2 separate regions of the Mus musculus genome follow, and region 2 is linked to region 1. A link is a contact called in public HiChIP or PLAC-seq data. All regions are on one chromosome and are shown on one strand. The core of a region is the stretch at or near the end of the contact, and the rest is flanking DNA. Distances in the headings are between cores, read along the strand shown. Region 1 holds the start of Cst3 (cystatin C). Region 2 holds the start of Fam110a (family with sequence similarity 110, member A).

Evidence for each region. HiChIP or PLAC-seq counts read pairs in DNA pulled down with a chosen protein or histone mark.
Region 2: an H3K27ac HiChIP or PLAC-seq map of bone marrow-derived dendritic cells shows a contact between it and region 1, with 8 times the contacts expected there. The contact joins the promoter of Fam110a here to the promoter of Cst3 in region 1. A contact is called at or near these places in 4 of 39 promoter capture datasets (cranial neural crest, frontonasal cranial neural crest, maxillary cranial neural crest and 1 more) and 1 of 115 datasets of contacts at active chromatin or transcription factors (bone marrow-derived dendritic cells).

What each region holds. Positions count from the first base shown.
Region 1 is chr2:148,874,218-148,880,477 of GRCm38.p6, reverse strand. Cst3 (cystatin C) reads left to right here and starts at 4,966. Exons shown (of 3, transcript NM_009976.4): 1 at 4,966-5,325. The coding sequence starts at 5,101.
Region 2 is chr2:151,976,550-151,982,976 of GRCm38.p6, reverse strand. It overlaps Fam110a (family with sequence similarity 110, member A), which reads left to right and starts at 2,758. Exons shown (of 2, transcript NM_146127.3): 1 at 2,758-2,984.

The DNA.
Region 1 (6,260 bases), core at 3,717-6,216:
AACAAATGAAAACACTGCAAACAAATACCCAGCTGTAGTTAGGGACAAGTAGACTCAAGTGATTAGGAGTAGGATATATTGGTGTCTGCAACTGCAAAGTGTATCCAGTGAAAAATGCATTTCACAATAGGAAGAGAATGATAGGTGGACAGACAAGCCGAAAAGTTAATTCAGTCTAATATGAATGAATGACAGACTGATGGATATAGATGTTTAGATTTCTTATGACCTTGTTGTAGTTTTAAACTATTTCATAATAAAATGAAGGAAAATGCCCCCAGATACTAGCTTCCACAGCAGCCTGCTCTTTCCTCCCTCCTTCCCATCTGCCCTCTGCCTTCCCCTAGTCTCCAAGTAGGAATATTTCCACCGTGAGTTCCATAAGACTAGAGTGATAGAGCAAATAGCTTCGTTTAAACTTCAGAAGGACTTCATTTCTGGCTTTAGCAAAGGAGACGAGATCAAAGGAAGTAGGAGAGAGTAGCACCTTAACTCTAAACTCAGTAATAAAAGCAGAGAATTACAGGCAAGGAGCTGAATAGAAGGGGTTAAGGGATGGAAAAATTGGGAAGACATTCATTAGTAGAGCTTTCCAGATAATGGGACTAAGATTTTTAATAAAAACAGTATAGGGACATTGAAAGAGGATGAAAAACTACATACTGATGGTCAGATATGAAGAGTGAAGTCTCTATGAACTCACTTAGCAGGACTCTCTGCTGAGCCTGAACACTCCCGGTCTAGTACTGTCAAAACAGGAGGTCACAGCCTGATAGAGAAGGCCATAGCAAAGAAAGGTCTTCCACACGGGATCCAGCTACCTAGTTAAGGTAAAGGAGGCAAGGGCACTTGAAGGAGAACAACAGTGCCCTGGTAACATCAGACCTCTAGCCCCAAAATTCAGGAATCCACTGAGCATGTCTGAGATAGGGCAGGAGTTATTTTCTCTGACACCCTGTTAAAGGGGCCAAGTTTCAGTTGCACAGCACTGAGAGGCAGACCGTCAGCCTGTCTCATGGGTTAGACAGAACTTCTGACCACCTGGGGATCAATCCTGAAAGGAATTGTCACCTCAAGCCAGCCATCCTGTTTTCCTCTTGGTGGGAGCTTGTAAGCTGAAGCCCAGAAAAATGGGTGGAGCATCCTGCTGCTCCAGCCAGCTGCCTGTGTCCTCAGAAGTCCTTTCCCTATGCCTCTCCACTAGGCTGTAGTAAATCCATCCCTGCCTCTACTCTTGTAAATAGTCTGAGAATAAGAAGCAACCTGAACTCAAGACTAGCAGAATAGACAGTATCTACCTTCCTGTGAGTTGTAAAACAGTCAGATAGAAAACACTAGACACTGCTCGCCCACATCTCTCTACATGGAATACATCACAGTTTCCAGTGATAAGGGATCAACCCCACCCCAGCCCTAACACTGCAATGAAGCTCGAGCACAAAACCTGGAAGCACCCATCACACCATGAATTGGTAATAGGAAAAGGAGAGAAGGGGGAGAATACAGAAGTGGGTGCACAGGGGACTTCAGAGCCCAACCTCTAAGAGCCTCAGGCACTCTATAAGGGAAGCTTCAGGTTCTCCTATTATAAGAGGAGCCCTGTGGCTCAGCTCTTGGCTTCCTGCTTTTCTCAGAATGTCTGGAATGTCAGTCGTTTATCTGGAAACTGCAGGCCCCAGGACACAAACTATTCTTTCATGCTGAGCTGTGACCACTGAAGCCTGCCATCTCTTTGCCACTTCTAGCCCTGCCTCCAAGTGAGCTAGATGAAGAATAAGCAGACTTTTTAACCCAAGAGTTGTCTCACTTTCCACCTCTTACTGCACCTAACTGGAAGCTGTCCTTACAGTTCCTGAAAGTACACTTCTGTAGTGTCTGACCCTTGGGGATCAGAGGTACCACTCACAGGTCACCTACTCTCTCAAATAATTCTGAGCCAACCGTATAATAGAGATATGGCAGGCAGTATGGTCACAGAGGTCAACATGCATATCACTTCTCTCCAACATGCTCCCATCCACATTAGTCCACCTTGGACCTTCTTTCTAGTGAGAAATGATGGGATAAGGAGGGTTCTCCCTGGTTCAACTCACTCTCTGTAAAACAATGGTCCTGAGATTAGAGCCCCAGAAAAATCCAATGTCTACCCAGCATTCTGCTCAGAGAGACCTGGCCAGATGCAGCCCTCTTTCCTATCTGTCTGTCAGTCTGCCTCCCCTTTTCTATTTATCTAGGAAAATATCACATACAGGTGTTTAACGATTTCCACTTTACAAATGACAATTGCTTTTCTTGCCGCAGGTGCTTTATCTTGTAGGGCAGCATAAACATTATTACTCTGGTACTCATAGTGGGGTTAGGTTATAGCAATGCCTCAGGGTCCCCTATTCTAATCCTTAACATAAATACTCATTAGTGACATTGTTAGTATCTGTTAGATTCCTGCTGATAGGGTCTAATCCAGAGCTCAGACCCAAGGTCAGAGCAGAGATGTCACTAAGTTACCAGTACCTACCACCCCCAATATAATCCTTCTTTGTATCCTTTGAGAGCCCAGGACCTTCCAGTGTTCCTCTCAAAACCAGATACCTTCACTACCAGCTCATTTGTCACAGGGGCATTTTCAAGTACAGAACATAAGAGAGTGAGGTTGAAAGAAGAAATAAAGTCAGCTATCTGCATAGAACTCAACTCAATCCTGTCTACTCCCAGTGGTGCATAGTGAGCATGGGCTTGCTTGATCCTGAGCTGGAGGGTGTGTCTGCCTACACAGTATCCACTTGAACATATATTCTACCTGAAGAGAAAGGGAACTAAGAATCTGGTTAAGGAAACAGTGCAAAGGAACCTCATGGTGCTTCTGCCCCAGAGGGCCAGACACTGCTCTCACTACATGTTTACAGGAAGTCCAAGAATAGACAGAAAAATGAGCCTCCAGGGACAGATGGACTGGCAAGGGTCCAGTGGGCACCAACACGGACCAAAAAGGCACCAGGGAACTTTACAAGGTCAGCCACATGTGCTGAATTTGTGTGCACTCATTGAAATTATTTTATACACATAAAATAAGTCATATGTTAACAATACCTCACTCCTGGTAAGTCAGTGGAAACTATGTAACCTTCCAATCAGAGGGAAATCACAGACCCACAGTGAGGCTCCCTTAGGGGAGCAGCTCGAATAGACCTTGTGCTTGAATGTTCATCCTCAGCTGCCTGCCCTCTCACTAGCTTGTCCCATAGCCCTCAAGCCCCAGCCTTCCTCTAGCATCCACACAGCTGCCAGAGTTAGAGTCCTGGCCCTACCCCTTCCCTGCTTATGTAAACTTACCCCTTGCCAGTGTTCCTTGTTTCTAAACAGAAAAGCCCTGTTGGACCTCATCACCTAAGCAGGGGTCATTCCCTCTGACTGGTGCTATCTCCCTGGTCTAGGTGGAACTCCTCGACTGTTTGAATCCCAAAGGGATCTTTCAACTAATATCTACTGGCACCCATCTCTTGCTCCCCCTATCTCACTTTCTACAGAGCATTATAATCATCTGATCTTAATTATTGATCACCTCCCATACTACCACTAGCACAAACCTTAAACTTTAAAGCTTAAACCTTATGCAGTACTATAGCCACCAGCATCAGCAGTTAGCAGATGTGGAAAGGGGGGTCAGACTGAGTGAACATTGGTCCTAAATGTTACAAATATACACAGACTCTAAAGGATTACTATACACATTAAGGAATATAATCTGTTTCCTTAAGAGTTATTATTATATATTGAAATTACATTTGATAGGTTAAATAAAACGTATTAAAGACTTCAATATTTGGGTTTTGTTATCACTGATTTGTCTGTTTGTTTTTTAACAAGAGGGTCTCACTGTGTAGCCCTGTCTTCTCCTCCTCCTCCTCCTCCTCCTCCTCCTCCTCCTCCTCCTCCTCCTCCTCCTCCACCTCCTCCTCCACCTCCTCCCCCTCCCCCTCTCCCTCTCCCTCTCCCTCTCCCTCTCCCTCTCCCTCTCTCCCTCCCTCTCCCTCTCCCCCTCCCTCTCCCTCTCCCCCTCCCCCTCCTCCTCCTTCTTCTTTTTCTTCTAAGATTTCACTGTGTAGCCCTTGCTGGCCTGGAACCAGAGATGTAGACCAAGCTGGTCTTGAACACAGATCTACCTACTTCTGCCTTCCATGTACTGGAATTAAATACATGCGCCATCATACCCAGCCTCATACCGTAGTTTTTAACCTGTCTACTAGGAAGCATAAAAGACACATGGGTTCATCTTAGATGGATATACTGGGCAGCCTGTTACAATATCCATTCGGGGCTTGGCCTCCTGTGGTATCTCCAGGCCCTAGAGTGGCCTGGTCTAGGAAGAAGCCTAGGATGGTTTCTTTAAGGATAATGAGTAGTTACACAGAATGCTGCACACTTCCCCACTCCCCCAAGATCAATTTATTTTCCTTTGACAAGTATCTTAGGACAGGGCCTTCAGGAAAATGAAATAATAGCCCTGCTCCGAGCATTCCCACATAGTGACCCTGCTCTCCATCAAGTGATCGAGGCTGAACTTTGAAGATGCAGGAAATTAAAGACTCGTTGCCCTTTTCCTTTCTGGAGAAACAGGGTTCAGATGTCACTGGCATTTTAGGGTCCAGAGAGCAATGACCAACTTCTCTGGTGAAACCACACTTCATGAAACAGGGAACTTGGAGTAAAAGGGGAAGCTGTGGAAAAGGGCACAGAAGAGGAACTGGTAAGAACAGAAAGCTAAGAGTGAAGAAGGAAGGGAGAGGCGGGGCAGGGATGGGGGAGGGGAGGCTCAGCAGGGAATGGGAATCTGGCAGCTCTTTAAGAGGTATCTGACCTACAAGGCAAGAACAGACTAGCAGCTGACTGAAGCAGAGGGAGGGCGGGGCCGTTCGGAAGAGGAGGCGGGGCCCGCTAGGGGGCAGACGGAAAAGGGAGGGTGGCCGCCGGAAAAGGAGGAGCCAGGAGAGGCGGGCGGGTCCCTAACGCTCGCATTTGGGTAAAAGTCGCACGGAGTAGCAGCGTCTGTTCTGCACCAACTCAGAGTCTTGTTGGAGCTTTATCCCTTTGTCCTAGCCAACCATGGCCAGCCCGCTGCGCTCCTTGCTGTTCCTGCTGGCCGTCCTGGCCGTGGCCTGGGCGGCGACCCCAAAACAAGGCCCGCGAATGTTGGGAGCCCCGGAGGAGGCAGATGCCAATGAGGAAGGCGTGCGGCGAGCGTTGGACTTCGCTGTGAGCGAGTACAACAAGGGCAGCAACGATGCGTACCACAGCCGCGCCATACAGGTGGTGAGAGCTCGTAAGCAGGTACGTGTCCCTGCTGTCCCCTGCTCTCCCGACGTCTCCAGGCCGCTCCCACCCAGGCACCCCTAGCTAGGGCGCGGTTTGCATCTGCAGTTGTTAATCAACACCTTTGCTTCTTATGGGAGCGGTCCTCTCTCTTCCTTTCTTCTCTGGTCTACTCATTGTGTTAACATTCATCTTTTGTTTATTCTGGAACTCAGAAGAGCCCAGCGGGTGGGCCTCCTAGCTCTGTTTCCAAAAGGCCACCCAGAGAAGGTACTAAGGATGTAGGTCAAACGCTCCCTGGGCGGAGCTCACCTCCCTTAGCCGCCTGGGGTCAATGTCAACTGCTAATGATCTGGCTTCACTTAATCGCGCTACTTGAAACTCATTCTGACAGACGGCAGATTTCACCCCATCCTTCCAGTAAACACTTGGCCATGTTCCAATCTCCTTGCTCTACTCAGGAGCACGTGTACGTGGGTGTGTGTTTATAGTCACTTATTTTTGTGTATACTTTCAGAGTCAACACTTCCGGAAAACAAGGGCATTCTCTACATACCCAAGATTCCATTTGGAAAATTGGGAACCCACGAACACTCAGGTCCTTCACTCAAAGTCTCAGTTTGCTGGTCTCCACTATGGACTCTGCTAGCAAGGGCCATTTCTATCCAGTCTGGCAGCCTGTCTTTTTCTCTGAGCACTGCCTGTGCTGCCTTGCTGTTTTGGTAGCACTGTAGAATGGTCCAGACAGCTGTGGTGATCAGTCCTGTACCACACAGTCAGGCTCCCTTCAGCCATGACTCGGTTTGTGATGGGTGAACCTCAAAGCTAAACAACCCCTTGATGCTGCAGCCGTATTAGCTTGTACACAGTGTGGCCAGGGCACATTTCTCAGAAGGAGCCTCTATCCTTAAGGGACACATAACTGTGTAGATTGGTGTCTGAGTTTCTTGGCT
Region 2 (6,427 bases), core at 1,509-4,008, 3.1 Mb before region 1:
AGAGACAGAGACAGAGACACAGAGAACAGGATACCCAAATTCCTCTTCTAGTCTCTGTGTACACATGTCCTAAACACACGTGTGTAAATATAACTTTTATTCTCATGTAGTAATTATCTGAGAGGATTACTGTCTCTATCTGCTAACCTAGGCATAGTCCCAAAAGCTTCTAGCCTTTGAACAATCTTATCTAGGCCTAGAATGTTTTCAGCCTGAGACTTGCTGTTGAATAAGCTCACCCTTTCTTGTTCCTTCTTAACTCTGGCTGGCTGGTTAACTCAGCTGTTCTGGCTCAAATTTCTCTCTAAGTTGACTGATTCATTCTCTCTCTCTCTCTCTCTCTCTCTCTCTCTCTCTCTCTCTCTCTCCCTCCCTCTCTCTCTCCCCCTCTCTCTCCTGAATTGCTTAGCTTGGCCTCATGTTAATTCTAGAAATCTGTTCTAATCTTTGGCTCCTTTTTATTCTCTGGCTCATTGTATCTATCTCCATCTGTGTCTAGCTTGTTCTCTCTTTAACCTGTCTCCGTACAACTGTCCTGGTCAAACTGCCTCCTTCCTCTCTCTGCAATGCCCCCAAGTATCTTCCCTGTCCTCTCTCTTCTCCTGAGAGTTGGGCATATCCTATTCTGTCAAATCTTTCTCTGATTCATCACTTTATCTGCCGCTCAACTAGACATCACTTTCAAACATCGATGCTTCCTTCTACAAACTAACTTCACCTTTGTTGTTTGGCATTAAAGGTGTGTGCTAAGGGCTGAGCCACACCACAACTAGAGACAGATTTTTTTTTTCAGTAACTAACACAGTCTGGGGGTTCACAGTGTGATCAAATATCCTGCAATACACATGTATGAATGCATCACACACACACATACAAACAAAAGTTTAAAAAATTCTGTGACAGTTCAAGACTTGGAAATTTGCAAATGTCACAGAAGTATGAATAAGAAGCTAAGTGCTGAGAGGCAGCATCTTTCCTGCAGGTTAGCTTTCACAGAGCCAGAGGTGCAGTGTAGGCTGCTGGGAGAGAAGAGATGTCAGCAGTCTTACCCAGATGTGAATCCTCTGAACTGCAATAGTGACCAGCAAGGCACAAATGCTTTCGTGGTAGCCAACAGCGTTTTGGTTGGACTTACAGCTTGTTCCACAGGAGGATGTGCATGTCTGGTATTGCAAATCTGGCCAAGAACCCATGGTTAGGGAGCCTACTGGTCCCAGGGTGAACCTACTGCTATTATTTGCTAAATGGTCACACTATCAAACTGCCTTCTAAATTCACTCTATATCCATAAAACTAATGCAGCTTACAGACGCCATCAGAGAAGGTTTTCTGTGCCATGGACAGCACAACTGGTCGAGGGGCTGGGAATAAGAGTCTGTGGAGGGCTCTGCCACCGGTGTGAAATATGTATCAAATCAGGACGGAAAGACTGTAAGAGCCAGAGGTCAGAGAGGACCAGAGTAAAACAGACTCTTGTGGGCACTTCAGGGCCACTGCGCCGGCAAACCACAGCAGCTGTGGTTGTCTGTACATGATCAAGCCAGTTAACATTTCAGTACAGAGAGGGGAGAGGCTATGAGCCCCCACTGGAGGAGCTAGTTAGTTATAGCTGAATGTTTCTGGGGGAAGGAAAGTCAGTTTTTTAAAGGGTTGCAGCAGATTAGACTTGGTGCCTTTTAAAAAAACAAAAACAGGAGGAAGAGAGGGTGGGTGTAGGAGGAGTTAAGGGGAGAGAGTGCGGTAAATACGACTAAAATACACTGTGTTTATGTATTAAATTCTCAATGAATGAATAAAAGTATTATCTTTTAAGTGTAAAGGAATTAGTTGCTGTTTGTTATTGTAAATAGGCTATGTTTATTTAAATAGTATGGTTATGTATTTAATATCTATCTATGCTGTACAGAGAGTTTTGAAGTATGCTTAAAACATGACACTTCCTTAGCATTCTCCCATTGTTCTTAAATGTCGTTTAATCTAATCGTTGTAAGTTAATGCATGGTATTCCCAGCTGGAAAGCGGCGTTGAAGGTAGGTACCTCAGAGCTGGGTCATGAGTCCTGACAAGAATTATGTAGAAAGCTCGATTCAGCTTCTTTCCCAGGATCGACGTCTATAATTGATCTGGTTTTGATAAGCACAGTGGGAGCTACGGGTGTGCCCGTTTGAGGATTGACTTGCCATTTCAGGTTAGGGGAACAGAGAGGGAGAGAGGATTGTGGGTAAACACACAGAGAGGTAGCTGCTGAGTTGGAAGTAGGGCCTAGTTTGGGGGGTGGTCACTTAGTACCAACTCATGGGGAGACTTAAGTCAGGCAGCAAGTGTGAGGACTACTTGGGCAAAACGCATGAATTCCGAGTCAGCCTGGGCAACTTGGTGAGACCCTGCCTCCAAAGAAAAAAGTGAAGGGAGAGAAAGCTAGGTATGGCATAGACCTATAATCCTAGTACTAAGGAGGTTGTGGCCAGCCTGGGCTAGGCTAGTTATGTGTGAAGGCCCTGCCTCAAAACCCCAAAAATATTGGTACTAGTGCCTGTGCAAAACCAAGCAAACAAATTTGGGACTAGTAACTCTTGCAGCTGGAGACCGAGGAAGTCCAGCTGGAAGAGAAGAAAGGTCTGCCAAGGCCTGGGCAGCCGGAAGGCCAAGCGGCCAGCTGGGCTCCGGGCAGCAGTCGCCCTGCTGCATCTGCGGCTCCTGATGTTGCCTGGCAACCCGGGTGGCGCGCCGTTCGAACGGAAGCGACGGGCCAATCAGGAAGTCCGGGGCGAACCATTGCAGCAACGGGGACGGCGGGCTCACTTCCCTTTCCTCTGGGGCCCCAGGGACGTTCTCCCGGAGGGAATCGTGGGACAGCCAGGGCGTCCCACTCGGAAGAGCTCGCCGGTCTTCACACGTAGTAGCCTTCTCAGGTCTGCAGGGACCACCAGCTGTCAGCCTCGGCAGCCGGCGAGGAGCGGGATTCCTCTGGACGTGGGCTGCAGGTGAGCATGGGGGTAGGAGGCGGAGGGTCCCGGGGCAGTGCCCACGCATTAACCCGGGCAAGAGTCTCAGTACAGGGGGTCGACAGAGGAGAGTTCGTGTCTAGTGTCCAGCCCAGGGGGCCAGCAAAGGATCCAGGCTGTTTCCCTTTCCCACTCTGCAGTTCCCGCTCCTGGCCGATCAGAGGAACCCCGCGGGTTACTCTTTAAGGGGCTTATTGGGAAGACGTGGCTCAGGGGATCCCAGGGCTAGGCTACCCGTGCCCTACCGGCCCTTGGAGTTCCCCTTCAGGACATATACCATTCCCTCCCCATTCGCAACTTTTCTGCCTTACAGGGTTCTACAGAGTCCCAGTTCCCAGTGCTGCCCTCTCAGAGGGCCTCCCTGGGTTGAGTCCCTAGGACTGCAGGGCAGGGTTGAGTCCCTAGGACTGCGGATCCAAAGGCCTTGGAAGTCATGTGGATGTGTGTGTGTGTGTGTGTGTGTGTGTGTGGTACCTCTAAGCCAGAGTTGCTGGAACTGGACTTGAGAGTTGGGTGCAGGGTCAGACCCTCCCAAGTAGAGCATCTAATTTAGGCTGGACTCTTACCTACCCCCCTGTTGTTGATCTCGTTTCGTAGGTGGGGAATCTGAGGTTCTGTGAAGTTGAGGCTGTTGCTCAAAGGCACAGACTTAACTATGCAGAAGTCTTCAGTCCTTGACACAGGGAATCACCGACTCGATGGAGGATCTCTTATGAAGGGAACTACTCTTCCTCTGAGCCTCATTCTGGCTCTGGGGGAGCTGTGCTTGTCCATCTGTCTTTGTGTCATGCTCCCTACTCCAACTCTTGTATGGCCCAAGCTGGCCTCAATCTTACTATGTATGACCAGGCTGGTCTTGAACTCTCCGTCTTCCTAAATCTGCCTCCTCGGATGACAAGCATGTGCCACTGGCACACCAGTTCTGTGCCATTTTCGGGATAGAACCCAGGGCTTGGTTTGTGCTAAGAGAGCAATCTACTAGATGAGTTACACCACTGCCTCATTTCTTTCCACGTCGTCTAGCTTCCTGTAGCCTGATCTCTCCCCGAGTGTCCTGTTTTTCTCAGTAGCGTCTGTTCCATATTATGCGTGAGGTGTCTTATTAAGCAGTTTATTATCTTCCCCAGTGGAATGTGTCGGGCAAATGAGATGCTTAGCACAGGCACAAAAATGTCAGGGTGGCCGAAACTTGCAGAATCAAGATGATCAAAGCCAACATCTGTTGGCCATTTGCTGTGTATTGTGCTGGGGGTGGAGCAGGATAGGGTGGTGTCACTCAGGTGGACTCTGGCCAGCAGAGCCAGCATAGGCATTGTTATGAGCACACACACACACACTCTCTCCTCCAGCTACCTCACTTTAGGCAAAATGACAGGTGCCTCCGTGCTTCAGTGATTTGCAGCAAGCAAGAACTGGACAGACGCAGAATGGCCCTCAGTAAGGACTGATGGGAAATAATCCGAAACTCCTTAGATACTTTTGTGGCACCAAGAGGAACATAGATGACTAGCAAAGGGTCTGGGTGAGAATTACACACATAGCATGATGCGCTTTGCAATCCTGAACCCTGACTGTGGGCCAACTAATTGAGAAGACACAGACATAGTGATTACATCTACAGAAAGTTATGAGGTCACTGCCCTGCCTGGGGTTTGTCATTGGCTGTGTGAGTTTGGGCAAGTTTCTTCACATTTCTGAGCTGGGGTAAAACACTGCATGTGGAGTTCAGGCCTAGGCAGGACAGGAAGTGGGTGTGGCCACAGGCCTAATTCAAGCCTCACCTTCCTATCCTGGGTCAGGCAGGCCCTTCCCTAAGGCCTTGCTTGTTAGTCTTTCTGTCTCTCCTCTCTCCTTCTCTTCCTCCTTCACTGCAAGTCTGCCTTTGTTCCCATTTTTGTCAGGGTGCAAACTGAGTCCCCAGAGTTTGAGTTAAGTGGAGAGTGTGTGCTGGAGTGGTTCACGCAGGAGTTCACTGTCCTAGGCATCCTGGCCCCTCCCATGGCAGCCCACTCCTAACTCCTTGAGGTTTGTACAGAGCTACTCTGAGCAAGGCTGACTCCAGGGCAAGCCAGGGCATGAGCCTAGTGAAAACTCCAGAAATAGCTTGGAACCTGGCCTGCCCTGGAGAATGCCCAGCAGGGCGTCCAACCTGGACAGCTGGGCTGCCTCTTCCCCACTGCCTGGAGCCTTCTTGATCCTCTCCTGCAGCAGCCAAAGGCCTCCCTGTCTATGGAGCCTGATCCGGCTTTCCTTTGAAAGGACAGAGAAGCAGGTGGGAGGTACAGAATCGCATAAAATGATCAACCCTAGAAATCCCACCTTATACTGGGAAGAGAGGACACACGGCTGCCTGGGCTTAGAATGCTTGCCCCGTGCTGAGAACTTTAGCAGTGTGAGCTGTGATTTCGGTCCACTCTATGAAGTGAGGGGATTGCTGCTTTTAATGCATGGATGCGTATCCTGCAGCAGGCTTGTGAGAGGACACTTAAAGGAGTCAGTTCTCTCCTTCTACTGTGGCACTGAACTTGGATCCTCAGGGGACTGAACTCGGATCACGAGGCTTGTATGGCAAACACTTTCACCCCAAGCCATGTCTCTGGCCCCAGCGTCACCACTTTGAAGTACACAACTCTATACCCAATAACCAGTCATTTCCCACCCTCAGACTCCCCGGCACTGCCACCCTACCCCGCTCCTGGTGTTTTGACTCTGTGGACACAGAAGAGTGCAGTCGCTGTCTCACTGGATTCCGCTTACCGCACTCAGCCTGCTGCCTTCAAGTTCCGTTCATGCTGCAGCCGGCAGCTTTCCCTCTTAAAGGCCGAGTTACCGACCAGACATGTGTGTTTCACGTTTCTTTACCCCTTCACTCGTCGGTGGGCACTTTTGGCTGTGGTGACTAATGCTGCCGGAGATTCAGTGCAAGGGTTTCTGCTGGCACACTGTAGATCCTTTGAGATGAGTGTTTAGAAGTCTTTAGTCCTAGGTGTTTCTCTGATCACCACTCAACCTGTAAGGGACTGCTGTGCTGTGTCTATAACGCTCGGCGCCACTGAATGGGGTTCTAAGGTCGCTCCTCCTCACCAACACTTAACAGCATAGCGTATGTTTTGGATAGGATCTGTGCTAATGGGGCTGACACTGTTGCTGTGATTTTGATTTGTATTCCTTTAATGGTTCAATGAAGTGATGTTGAGTATAGTTCCATACATTCACCCGCTCTATCAATAGCATGTGAATGAGTGTGTGTGTGTGTGTGTGTGTGTGTGTGTGTCCCAGGCAGGCTTCGAACTCATGATCCTCCTGTCTCAGGCTCCTTAGTGCTGGGATTAAGGTATGCACCGCCATGCCTGGCTTCATTTTCTTTTATGTGGAAGGGCTTCGTCCACTGACCCGCACCACACTGCTGCTCCTGTCCATGC